Linked DNA regions of Ovis aries: regions 2 and 3 are each linked to region 1. A link is a contact called in public Hi-C data. All regions are on one chromosome and are shown on one strand. The core of a region is the stretch at or near the end of the contact, and the rest is flanking DNA. Distances in the headings are between cores, read along the strand shown. Region 1 overlaps ZNF516 (zinc finger protein 516). Region 2 has its middle 13 kb from the start of ZNF236. Region 3 holds the start of LOC114110461 (collagen alpha-1(I) chain-like).

Region 1 (3,282 bases), core at 421-2,920:
AGCCGGAGCACCGCAGTCACCCCTAGGCTTTGTTAGAGAGAGAATGCATTGGTTAGGATTGACCTGTCTAGGGCTGAATGAAAGTGGTGGCCAGCTGTGCGTGTTGCTCCCTGCCCTCCTACCCCTGCTGTTTCTCCGTGCCGGTGGGTGAGTTATTTTAGGCCGGTCGGCTTGCTCCCAAAGCTGCAGGTCCCCGTGGACAGCCCTGGAGGGGACGCTAGGCCAGTGGAGGTGGAGTTGGCCCGGGGGCCCTTTCTTTTGAGTTCAGCTCATAGAATGTTGGAAACCCTTACTTAGCTTTAAACGTTTTTAATTCATAGACTCACGGCTCCTGCTTAGCCAGAGAGCTCCTGGAAAACAATCACAGAAATACGATATTGCGACTCCTTCTTAAAATAGAAATATGACTAAAGGGCTGAGAAAATAAACATTAGTAAGTGGGGCTTTCCCGAGATTGTTCTGTGCGGCATCGGTCCATTGGGGCTGTCATTCTTCGTCTAGATTTTTAAGTAACTGGATAAATTGAAGGGGAGCTTATATAAGTCAAGGGGAAACCCAAAGATATGTATGCAAGAAAGGGGAATATAGTCATTTCCTCTACTTAAAAAGGGGAGAAAATGAAAGCTAAGGTGTGGTACATGAAGAATAAATGTATATATACCTTGACTTTGCATTTTAATTACAAAGTTTAACTACAACCCATTATACTGCAGCCTGCTTGAGAGTCCAGAAACAGTTTAGTGATGTGACTTGGAAAGATTTGGTGCAAATACTAAGTAAAATATAAACTAATTCTTTCCACTCAGTGTCTCTGGTGGGCTGAAACATTTGAAATTTATTATTTATAAAGTAGCTTGAACCCCTCGTGTGAGCAATACAGAAAGTCTCTATTTTGTATTCACACGTGTGTAACCATCAAAGGCTCCAGGACCCCGGTACCCAGCTTCTGGTGGGGATGAGACGACTTGGCAGACAAGCCGGCGCTGCTCAGTTAGCATCCCTGTGGCTCCCTCTGTGGGGTCAGGCTCTGAATTCACAGGTAACCCCGTGTGAGGCCAGGACCACCCTTGTACACGTTGGCTGGAGCCCTAAGAGAAAAGATGAGGAATGAGCCAGGAAGGGGTGTTTCCTGCATACAGTCAGGTTCATGAAATAATAAAATTTTCACTTTGCGGGTGTGTAGGTGACGAGTCCTGCCAAGTGCTGCTCGGAAACGGTCCCCGGACCATGCAGCCCCCGCCCCCAATTCTGAGTGCACATTCAGCAGCACTCCAGGAGTGAAAAGAATTTTGATGTTGATGTAGACAGCGGTTCTGTGGGTGGAAAGGCGTGAAAAAGTCAGGCCCCGTCATGTCTGTGTTGGGCCAGATCCGCTGTGAGGTGCCGCTTTTCTGTGCATTTCTGTCCAGAAACTGGACGTTTGACAGTGCTGCCTTACAGTCTGAGCCCCACAGTCCAATGCGGTAGGTCCGTCATTTTAGGTAAGTTAATTTTAGCCAGATCATTCAAGTGCATCACTGGTTTAAAGCCTTGCACATTTTCCCTGAAAATACTGGTGAACTTACTTTAAGACCTTTGGATGAACCCCTTTTATCCATTTCAGGTACGTTCTGTACTTTGAGGAGAAAACTGCGTGACTGTACTGATGCACACTCTAAGCTCTCCGCGTCCCTGCTTGGCTCGCTGGACCTGAATATTCTGTTTAAAGGTCGATGCCGCCTTGGCCCCTTCTGAAAGCCAGGCCGCGCGCGGAGCGCGGGGAGCGCGCGCCCTCTGCTGGCCAGGCCCCCGCACGGCGCCGGAAGCCGCGCCCCTCCCCCGCGGCCGGCGCCGGGCCCCGCGGGCTTTGTTCTGCGGGTCGGCGTGTGTCCGGCGTTGCATCGGAAGGCGGGGCCGAGAAATAGCCCTGGTTTCCTAAAGACCGTCATTATAGTTCTTTCGTAAATGCATAGAATGCGGGTCTTGTATTCTGGGATAGTTAAGTAGCAGAAGAACTTTCCAACCACGCAACTGCTAGTGTGTATCCGCAGTCCCTGTTAGATGTTGGAGGTTTGCAGGCCCCTTCTCTTCTGCAGTCTTGATCCGACCTGGCTCTCTTAAAACGCAAAGGGTGCAGGACACAGGTGGTTTGAGTGGGGTGGGTTCCTTGTAGAGGTGGAAGGGCAGTTCCGGACGCCCTGTCCTTAAGGACGCTTTGGGGAACAAGCTTCCCATGCGAGGCTCCCCTGGGCTCCTTCCTCTCCCTCAGGGACAGTTTAAAATCTGAAGTGATGGAAACACCTTCTTTCGCCAGTTCCTTCAACTTTAACATGCTTCCTTATGGTAATGGACTTACTTTCTATTCGCCTTTGTAAAGTGGAAATATTCAGTATTCTTAAGAGCGTGGGTTTTAAAGTTTTGTTTTGCGGTTTCTTTTTATTTTTACATTTGATGGCTGCTGCTGCTGCTGCTGCTGCGTCGCTTCAGTCCTGTCAGACTCTGTGCGACCCCATAGACCTTTGTCAAATGGACAGCTTATAGTTTCCTGTTAGGATTTGGGGTTGAAGGAGGGTGTATAAGGTACATTAGCCATGAAAATGTTAATGGACTTGAATTCTGTTCGCTTCCGCATAGATTTGATCTTTTCAAAAATACATATTTTTGAAAATATGGCCCGAGTGCCATATGGGTATGGTTGTGTCAGTGAGGAAGCAGTAAGTTTTGATTTCTAGAATGTGACTGTTTTATGGCGGGACACACTGCTGTCCATTAACTGGAAGCTTGGGTGGACACGCGAGATAGTTGATCAACCTCTGAAACGCTGACTCTCTAATCTCTGAACAGGAATGTTCTTACGAAAGTTATTTCCCAGATTGCAAGTGTTAACTTTTCTTTTGGCCCCTGGTTCCTTGGTTTAGTCAGAAGTCCTGTATTTAATCTGCAGCTTTTTTTCTTCAGAAATCAAAATCTGGCTTCCAGAGTGCTAAGATATTTATTGAATACATGTTTTTCCATAAACGCAAGTAAGTTACAGTTTCGCGAGTTATTTATGTGAATAGATTAATTACTGAAAATGAAAACTTGCCCGCTGCATTCAGTCAGCAGAAAAAGGAGCAGGAACAATGTAGGGAATAAAATATTTGTGTATAAAATATTTAAGCCTGATTATTCACTTGTCATTGTTCTAGTCCTGTCTGATTTCCTTATCCCTGAGACCTTATTATTAATATTATTATTGTTGTTCACATTGCATGTGTAATGAGTGAGAACCCTTTGAGAAAGCATGCTTGTCTTAAAGAGACA
Region 2 (3,282 bases), core at 329-2,828, 200 kb before region 1:
GATTAAAACAACCCTCACAGCATCCACGGAAGTTCACTTCTCATAGACTGCAGCCTCAACTAGGCATCTCCTTTCAAAGAGATGGGTGATTGCGACCTGTGGTGCAGGGGGCTTAACACACGCTAACATTTGTTTAGCACTGTCTGCCTGGAAACTCACTCACATGTGCAGGCTTAGATTATATTGATTTCTTAGTTTTCAAATACCTTAGTCCATTCAGGTTGCTATAACAGTACCACAGGCTGCGTGTCACATGAACAGCAGACATCTCTCTCTCATGGCTCGAGGCTGGGAGCCTAAGGTCAGGTGCTAGCATGGCTGGGCTCTGGGGAGGCTCTCGTCTGAGTTGCAGATGGCCGCCTTCCTGCTGAGTCCTCATGCAAGAGAATAACACAGGCACTAATCCCACCACAAGTGCTCCACATTCATGACTGAATCACCTCCAAAAAGCCTCACCTCCTAACACCATCATATGGGGAGTTAGCTTCCAACCCATGAACTTGGGGGAGGGACATACATGTTCAGGCCATGTGCTAAGTCACTTTAGTCGTTTCTGACTATTTGCGACCCCATGGGTTGTATCCTCTGTTCATGCGAGAATACTGAAGTGGGTTGCCATTTCTTCCTCCAGGGGATCTTCCCGACCCAGGGATCAAACCTGAATCTCATGTCTCCTACATTGGCAGGTGGGTTCTTTACCACTGAGCCACCAGGTCCCCCCATGTTGCTGCAGATGGCATTCTTTAACTTTTTTTTTATGACTGAGTAATATTCCATTGCATATATATGCCACATCTTTTAATATAAAGCAAGTGATTGCTAGTGTTCTCTCTAGTTTTAACACTTTTATGATTCAAAAATTCTTGAGGCTTACCTTTAGGTCACAGGAAATTGCTACATTAAAAAGCCTGCAAAAGTCACAGGATATGTCTGACATTTTCCCACAAAAGGAAGGAAATTGAAGCTTTCGCTTTATCCTCAGCTAAGATCTGAAACAAACAGCAAAGTTGTAGGTAGAGAATCATAAACCCACCCAAGGAGATTGTGACAACCGTGTGAGGAGCATGTTGTGTGCTGGTGTCTGGCTGAACACATTTAACGAGAAGTGAATATGAGTAAAACACGATGAAAAATATCAACAAAAACTTCAGTCTAGAGTGAGACAACTGCCATCACTTCAGATCAGTAACAGCAACAACCCAGGGGTGACCTGGGAGTGTGGCCTCTGGAGCATAAATCACGCCCCAGAAAGTGTGGCCCACTTGCACTCCCACCCCAGCGCAGCCGCAAGCCTGCTTCCCGAAGCTTCAGGAACAGCCGCACCACCACCTCAGAGAGAGCTGTCCTCACCACCGGATATCACAGCCCGCGGGGCGCAGGTCACCATGTTCTCATTCCACATTTCTTTGGCAGCTAGTGAGGCCGGACTTCTATTTACTCACTGTCCTTTCCAGTTTGTCTTTTGTGAACACTTGTTTGGATCTCTGGCCATTTTCTGTGGGGGCAGAGTCACAGGGCTTCCTCCTTCTAGTTGATCTGAAGGGTATTTTATATGTTTATGAGAACACCACTAGAGTGGTTAATCAGTACCTCCTTCCCCGCACTCCATGGTCCGTGACTGTGCACTTGGCAGGACACGTCTGGCCCCTGGAGGACGCTGGGCCCAGCACCCTCGCTCTGGGAGCTGCCGTGCGGGGCACGTGTACCTGTGAGCTCCGGGGGCTGCAGGGCCAACACGAGGCGGGGGGCGCTCCGGACAGACGCCCCTCACTGCCCGCAGCTCCCACTCATCTTCCCCAGCACACAAAGAGCGCGAAGACGTCTTCTGGGTTAACAAGCCACACATTATGCTTCCAGAATTATTTGACATTTCGACTGCCCTGAAGTGTGAAAGGCCCTCATTGTGTCCGGACTCACATGTGCCATGACCCGCATGGGGTCCTGGTTAGACGCCTGCTTCTCCATCCTGACAGCACAAGCGCTGTCCTCTGCGAGTTTGAGGACAATGTTCCAGTTATACGCCCAGAAAAGAGCAATGTGTGCCCAGGAATCAACTCACTGGATCACTAACCTCCTACATCCTCTTTAGAGCCTGAAGGAAGATTCCTCAAAGGCGTCTTTCCCCACCCCTGTGAGAGCATGGGTGGGCAGACGGAGCGCCGAGCCGAGCAGGAAGAGAAAGGGAAGGGTGGAGGCCTGAGAACATGCCACCCCCCACCCCCCACCCCCCGGAGGCCGACATGGGACCCCCTCAAAAGACAAAGCCATAAATGTTCATTTCCACCCAAGTCGTTTTTATCACATCCTGATGAAGAGCTATTTGGCAGAAACACTTGTTATCGTTCAAGGTCTTAAGGATGTGGCCGCATCCTTGGAACGCGCTTCACGGGGACACCTGTCTGCCCGGGTGTACCCCCTTCTGCAGGTGGTTCCTTCTCCCCTGTGTCAAAGTGTCCTTGGCATTTTACTCCTCCTTCTTGTTTCGACCACTTCACTGAGCCAAACAGGAAAGAATGTAGTTTGCTCGTTACACTAATCCGGCCTTGGGTGAAAGGGTCTCCAGAGAAGACACCTGAGGGGTGGGTGGGACTGAGGATGCTGTGGGAGGAGACACTGGTGTCGGCGGGGGTGGCGTTCCAGTTGTGGGTGCAGGACCTGGGGAGGCGCGGTGGCAGGGCAGCATTCTCTCCCCACCGCACCCAGAGCTTCCAGTGCCCTGTCGTGACTGGAGCACAAAGGTGTAACTGGGAAGGGCATGCTGATGAGGTCTGGCTCACCCAGGCACACAGCCAAGGGGGACCCAAGATTCTAAGCCACTCGCCCCCTCCCACAGAGGTATGGAGACTGCTGACCCTCCACCTCGAGGAGTGCTCGGCTCTCTTAGGTCACTGCAGAAGTCGGGCTGGCACCCATGTGCTTCAGCATCTTCCTGACTCTGGATGCCTTTGTATATTTGTATATTTTCTCTTACTTTCCAAGCAAGAGTAAACAGGAGCAGAGAGGATCCTGTATCAGCTATCCCCTCGCTGGTCTGCACGTCTCCAGAAAAGGCCAGGGCACATGCCTGTTTCTTCCTCCCTAAGATCCTGGTGTTTTGGAAGCAGAAATTTTTTTTTAATATATTCTGGATATTAATTCCTTATCAGGTATATGATTTGCAAATATTTTTTTCTCTCATTCTGTAGGTTTTCATTTCATTTTCTTAATAATGTCCTTTTGTTGTACAAGTTTTTAATTCTAAACGTCTAATTTATCTAGTTTTTCCTTTATTGCTCATGTTTT
Region 3 (3,282 bases), core at 573-3,072, 140 kb before region 1:
GAAGAAAGGTTATATCAAAGATAATGTGTGATAATAAAGTGTAAAGATTTTTCCACTCTGAAAGCACTTATTCACAAAGGATCAGGTTGTTGGTCTTGTTCCAAGACCTTCCAGAATAATAATAGTTAAAAACACAAAGAGTAAAATGTATATAAAAATGCAGCAACACACAGGTTAAGGTTTTCCCGCAGACATGTACTAAGTGGATTATTCTGGAAACTTAGCCCCCCACTGAATCTATTTCATAGAAAAACATAAGATGTTTACAGAGTCCTCCTACATTTCCCAGGGACTTAAATTTCAAATCACACCGTGCTGTTTTTAAGCCCTGAGGTCAAGCAGGAAGAGATTTCTTTTATGTTGGAAAGGAATCAAGGGATTCGAGCATATTTTAGCTCATCTTTCATTTCCAAGCACTCCTTAGACATTAATAAGTGTAATCCCCTAATTTGGCAAAGAAACCCAGCCCCCTTGATATCGGGCCTTTGCCTGGGCTTGAACAAAAAGGGCAAGACTGCCCCAAATTCAGGAGAGGCCGCGACTCCCCCAAACCTTTGACCACCCTCGTTCCCCAAATTACAACTTTTCAGTTAGGAAATTAAAGAAAAGAAAAATATTTAAAATGCAATCATAAGTGTGTCTATGCATCATTAAGGATGGACCTTTTTCTTGTCACTTTCCAAACTTTAAATGCGAATTTTTCTTATAACTGCTAGATTTCATTCTTCTGGGAAAAAAAAGGGGAGCGCTTTAAGAACCAGAAAACGAGGCTTCCACCTAATACTAATTTTCTTCTTAGTTATAAAGGCTATTGTTTGTTTGAACAAAGAGAAATAGGAGCTATTAGCAGCTGTTTACATTATAGGAATCAGGGCACAGAGGGGGGAGGGGAGGGAACCTTGCTCACTAATGAGCCGGGGACAGGGTTTACTTGTAAACTGTAGGCCCCGAAAGGAAAGCGGCCACTCACATCTTCTAGTCCTTCCGTCCAAACAATATGCTGTATTGATCATTATTGTTAAACGCCACCAACATATTTTAGATAGATTAGGTTTAGCGTTCGAATTTAGATTAAACAAGCAGAGTCTGATTTTCAAAACCAAAACCAACATAGCACCCTAGAACTCTGGGAGCAGGTTTGTATAGAAACACCCTGGAGCCAGGCTGAGCACCCAGGGCAGCCACGTGGGGGTCTCCACCGCCCAAGGAAGCCTGGCTTCTCAGGAGGGGCCGCAAAACAGGCCCTCAATAAATATTTATAGAACAAATGAGTGAATGAATTTCACTTGAATTAAACATGACTCGTCCACGTCTGGCATAATTCCCTTTCATTCTAGCGAACGGAAGCCTGGCTGAGAGCAGGGAAGTTCCCTGAGCTGCCCAGCTGCCTGGGGGCTTTTCCGGCTTGGGCCAGGGCAGGAGGAAGCCCCAGCTAACTCATAGTCACTCCTCAGAATACTTTTACTAAGGGGAAAAAGTCACCAACGATGATATCCAGTGACAAGCTTCTGCCACCCACCCATCCTGTGTTCCGCCTGGCCATGCCCTGTTTCAGTCTCAGGACACATGCGACCCAAGTCAGAATTTTTTTTCTTTTAATCTTTGGGGAAGAAACAGAAAAGGAGGAGAAAGCAGAGTAACAAGTGCAGATTAAATATGAGGCAGGTCCAGGCTTTTAATACCACTGTGTTTAACTCACCAGATAATCAGAGCATTAAATGCAGGCATAATTTGTCAGCAAGCTCCCTCCATTGTTCCCTGAAGCATGCGGGGTGGGGGGGTGGGGTGTGGACTAATTCAATTCACGTGGGAATAGGTGTTTATATCCACGAGTCCTAATGGAAAGGCACACCATTTTCAAACTGGAACAAATAAATCATAATGCCCTTTGCCACTAAAACCGGGGACCTTGCGATGCCTCTCTCTCGGTGGACGAGCTACATTTGGAAGGACGTTTTCTTCAGCCTGGAAATCTCTACTTGCTGGCTACTGCAGCAAGTCCCAGAAGGTTAGTTTTTGAAGAAGTCTCTAGGAGACGCGGATTCTGCTCTCTGCCTCTCCCTCACGACTTTACCTTTTTTTTTTTTTTTTTCCCCTAAGAGACTTTCATTTGCTGCTTCTAGAAAGCCAGGTGCATGGCAGTCCACCTCTCCAGGCGGAATCCTGTTTCATGGTGGAGCACCCGTGGCGTGCGGGCTGCGGCACCGGCAGCAGAGGAGGGCTTAGGGGAGGAGGGGCCGCCGCCTGGGGACCCGCGGTCGAGCCCCCGGCCCACCTCTTAGGGCAACCCTGAGCTAGGAGGGAGTCGGCTTTTCCACGACACGCACTGACCAATCCTTCAGAGATTTAAAAAATCCCTTCTGTGAGCCCAGCCTTCCCCGTGGCCGCCCAGAACAAGCGAGTTCCCAGGATTTGGGGTTCCAGAAGCTCCGGGAAAACTGCGTTTGCACAAAATGGGGGCGTGAAGGGGGAGGGGAGAGGGAGAGGGGGAGGGGGAGGGGGAGGGAGGGGGGGGGGGAGGGAGGGCTCTCGGAGTGCCTGTTTCCCACGGTTTACAAACAGTCTGGGGTTGCTCTTAGCCCTTGTGCTTGCTTTTAAAAGTGAGGCAGTGGCATTTTGCATTTAATCCAGGCCAAAGCTCTTTGGTATAGTTACTTAAAAGGTTTTCAAGTGGCCAGGACTGCGCAGCTTGGATCCCATCTTTGCAAAGGTTATATGAGTCCGTTTTCTAGAAAGCCTTTGTGGGCCCAAGCACAGGCCTCTGTCCTCCAGAAAAGGAGCGGGGGTTTAAGCAGGGTTCTCCCAGCCCACCCACCCCGCCCCGTCTGTGCGCCCTGCGGTCGATCCGCGAGGCCTGCGGGCCCTGCGGGGCTGTGGGCACTCGCTTGTAGCATCCGGATGGAGGCGGAACCACCTCCGTCCGCGTGGCCGCGGCCTCCCAAGAAACCGGAGCAGGATCCGGAGCAGGTCAAGGAGGCGCGGCCCAGACCCGCCAGCAGGGGACGCCGCGGGCCCTGTCGAAACAAAGGCTCGCGGCCGGGAGCCGGGAAGTGGGGGCGGCGCCCGGGGTCGAGGGGGGCGGGTCTCCACCCCGCGCCCTCCGCAACCGCAGTCCAAGCCCGCCCGCGGCCCGGGGGGCTGACCCTGGGCAGCCCGGGCCCCCGGGAGGGGACGGGCGGGGGTGACCTAGTGTCTTTCCCAAGATGGTTCCCACGGGCCGCGCGGTCGGGGGCATCTGTCCCCAGGTCACCGACGGGCTTCCCCGCAGCGCAGCGCGGCCGC

What was found. Hi-C and Micro-C count contacts between places; a contact is called where the count stands out from the background.
Region 2: a contact with region 1 is called in a Hi-C map of hypothalamus, with 3 times the contacts expected there. The contact joins two enhancer-like sites. A contact is called at or near these places in 6 of 16 Hi-C or Micro-C datasets (hypothalamus, liver, muscle and 3 more).
Region 3: a Hi-C map of hypothalamus shows a contact between it and region 1, with 2.8 times the contacts expected there. The contact joins the promoter of LOC114110461 here to the enhancer-like site in region 1. A contact is called at or near these places in 6 of 16 Hi-C or Micro-C datasets (blood, hypothalamus, liver and 2 more).

What each region holds. Positions count from the first base shown.
Region 1 is chr23:2,810,986-2,814,267 of ARS-UI_Ramb_v3.0, forward strand. All of the region lies in intron 2 of ZNF516 (zinc finger protein 516), which reads left to right. Among named protein-coding and RNA genes, the nearest start is that of ZNF516, 71 kb to the left of the region's middle. Within about 2 kb of position 1,671, at least 9 of the 54 cell types and tissues checked have an H3K27ac peak or open chromatin away from gene starts, as enhancers often do. A contact at or near this core is called in hypothalamus, where this site is marked.
Region 2 is chr23:2,610,038-2,613,319 of ARS-UI_Ramb_v3.0, forward strand. No RefSeq gene overlaps it. Among named protein-coding and RNA genes, the nearest start is that of ZNF236, 13 kb to the left of the region's middle. Within about 2 kb of position 1,579, at least 11 of the 54 cell types and tissues checked have an H3K27ac peak or open chromatin away from gene starts, as enhancers often do. A contact at or near this core is called in hypothalamus, where this site is marked.
Region 3 is chr23:2,667,119-2,670,400 of ARS-UI_Ramb_v3.0, forward strand. LOC114110461 (collagen alpha-1(I) chain-like) reads left to right here and starts at 1,823. Exons shown (of 3, transcript XR_003586716.3): 1 at 1,823-2,008.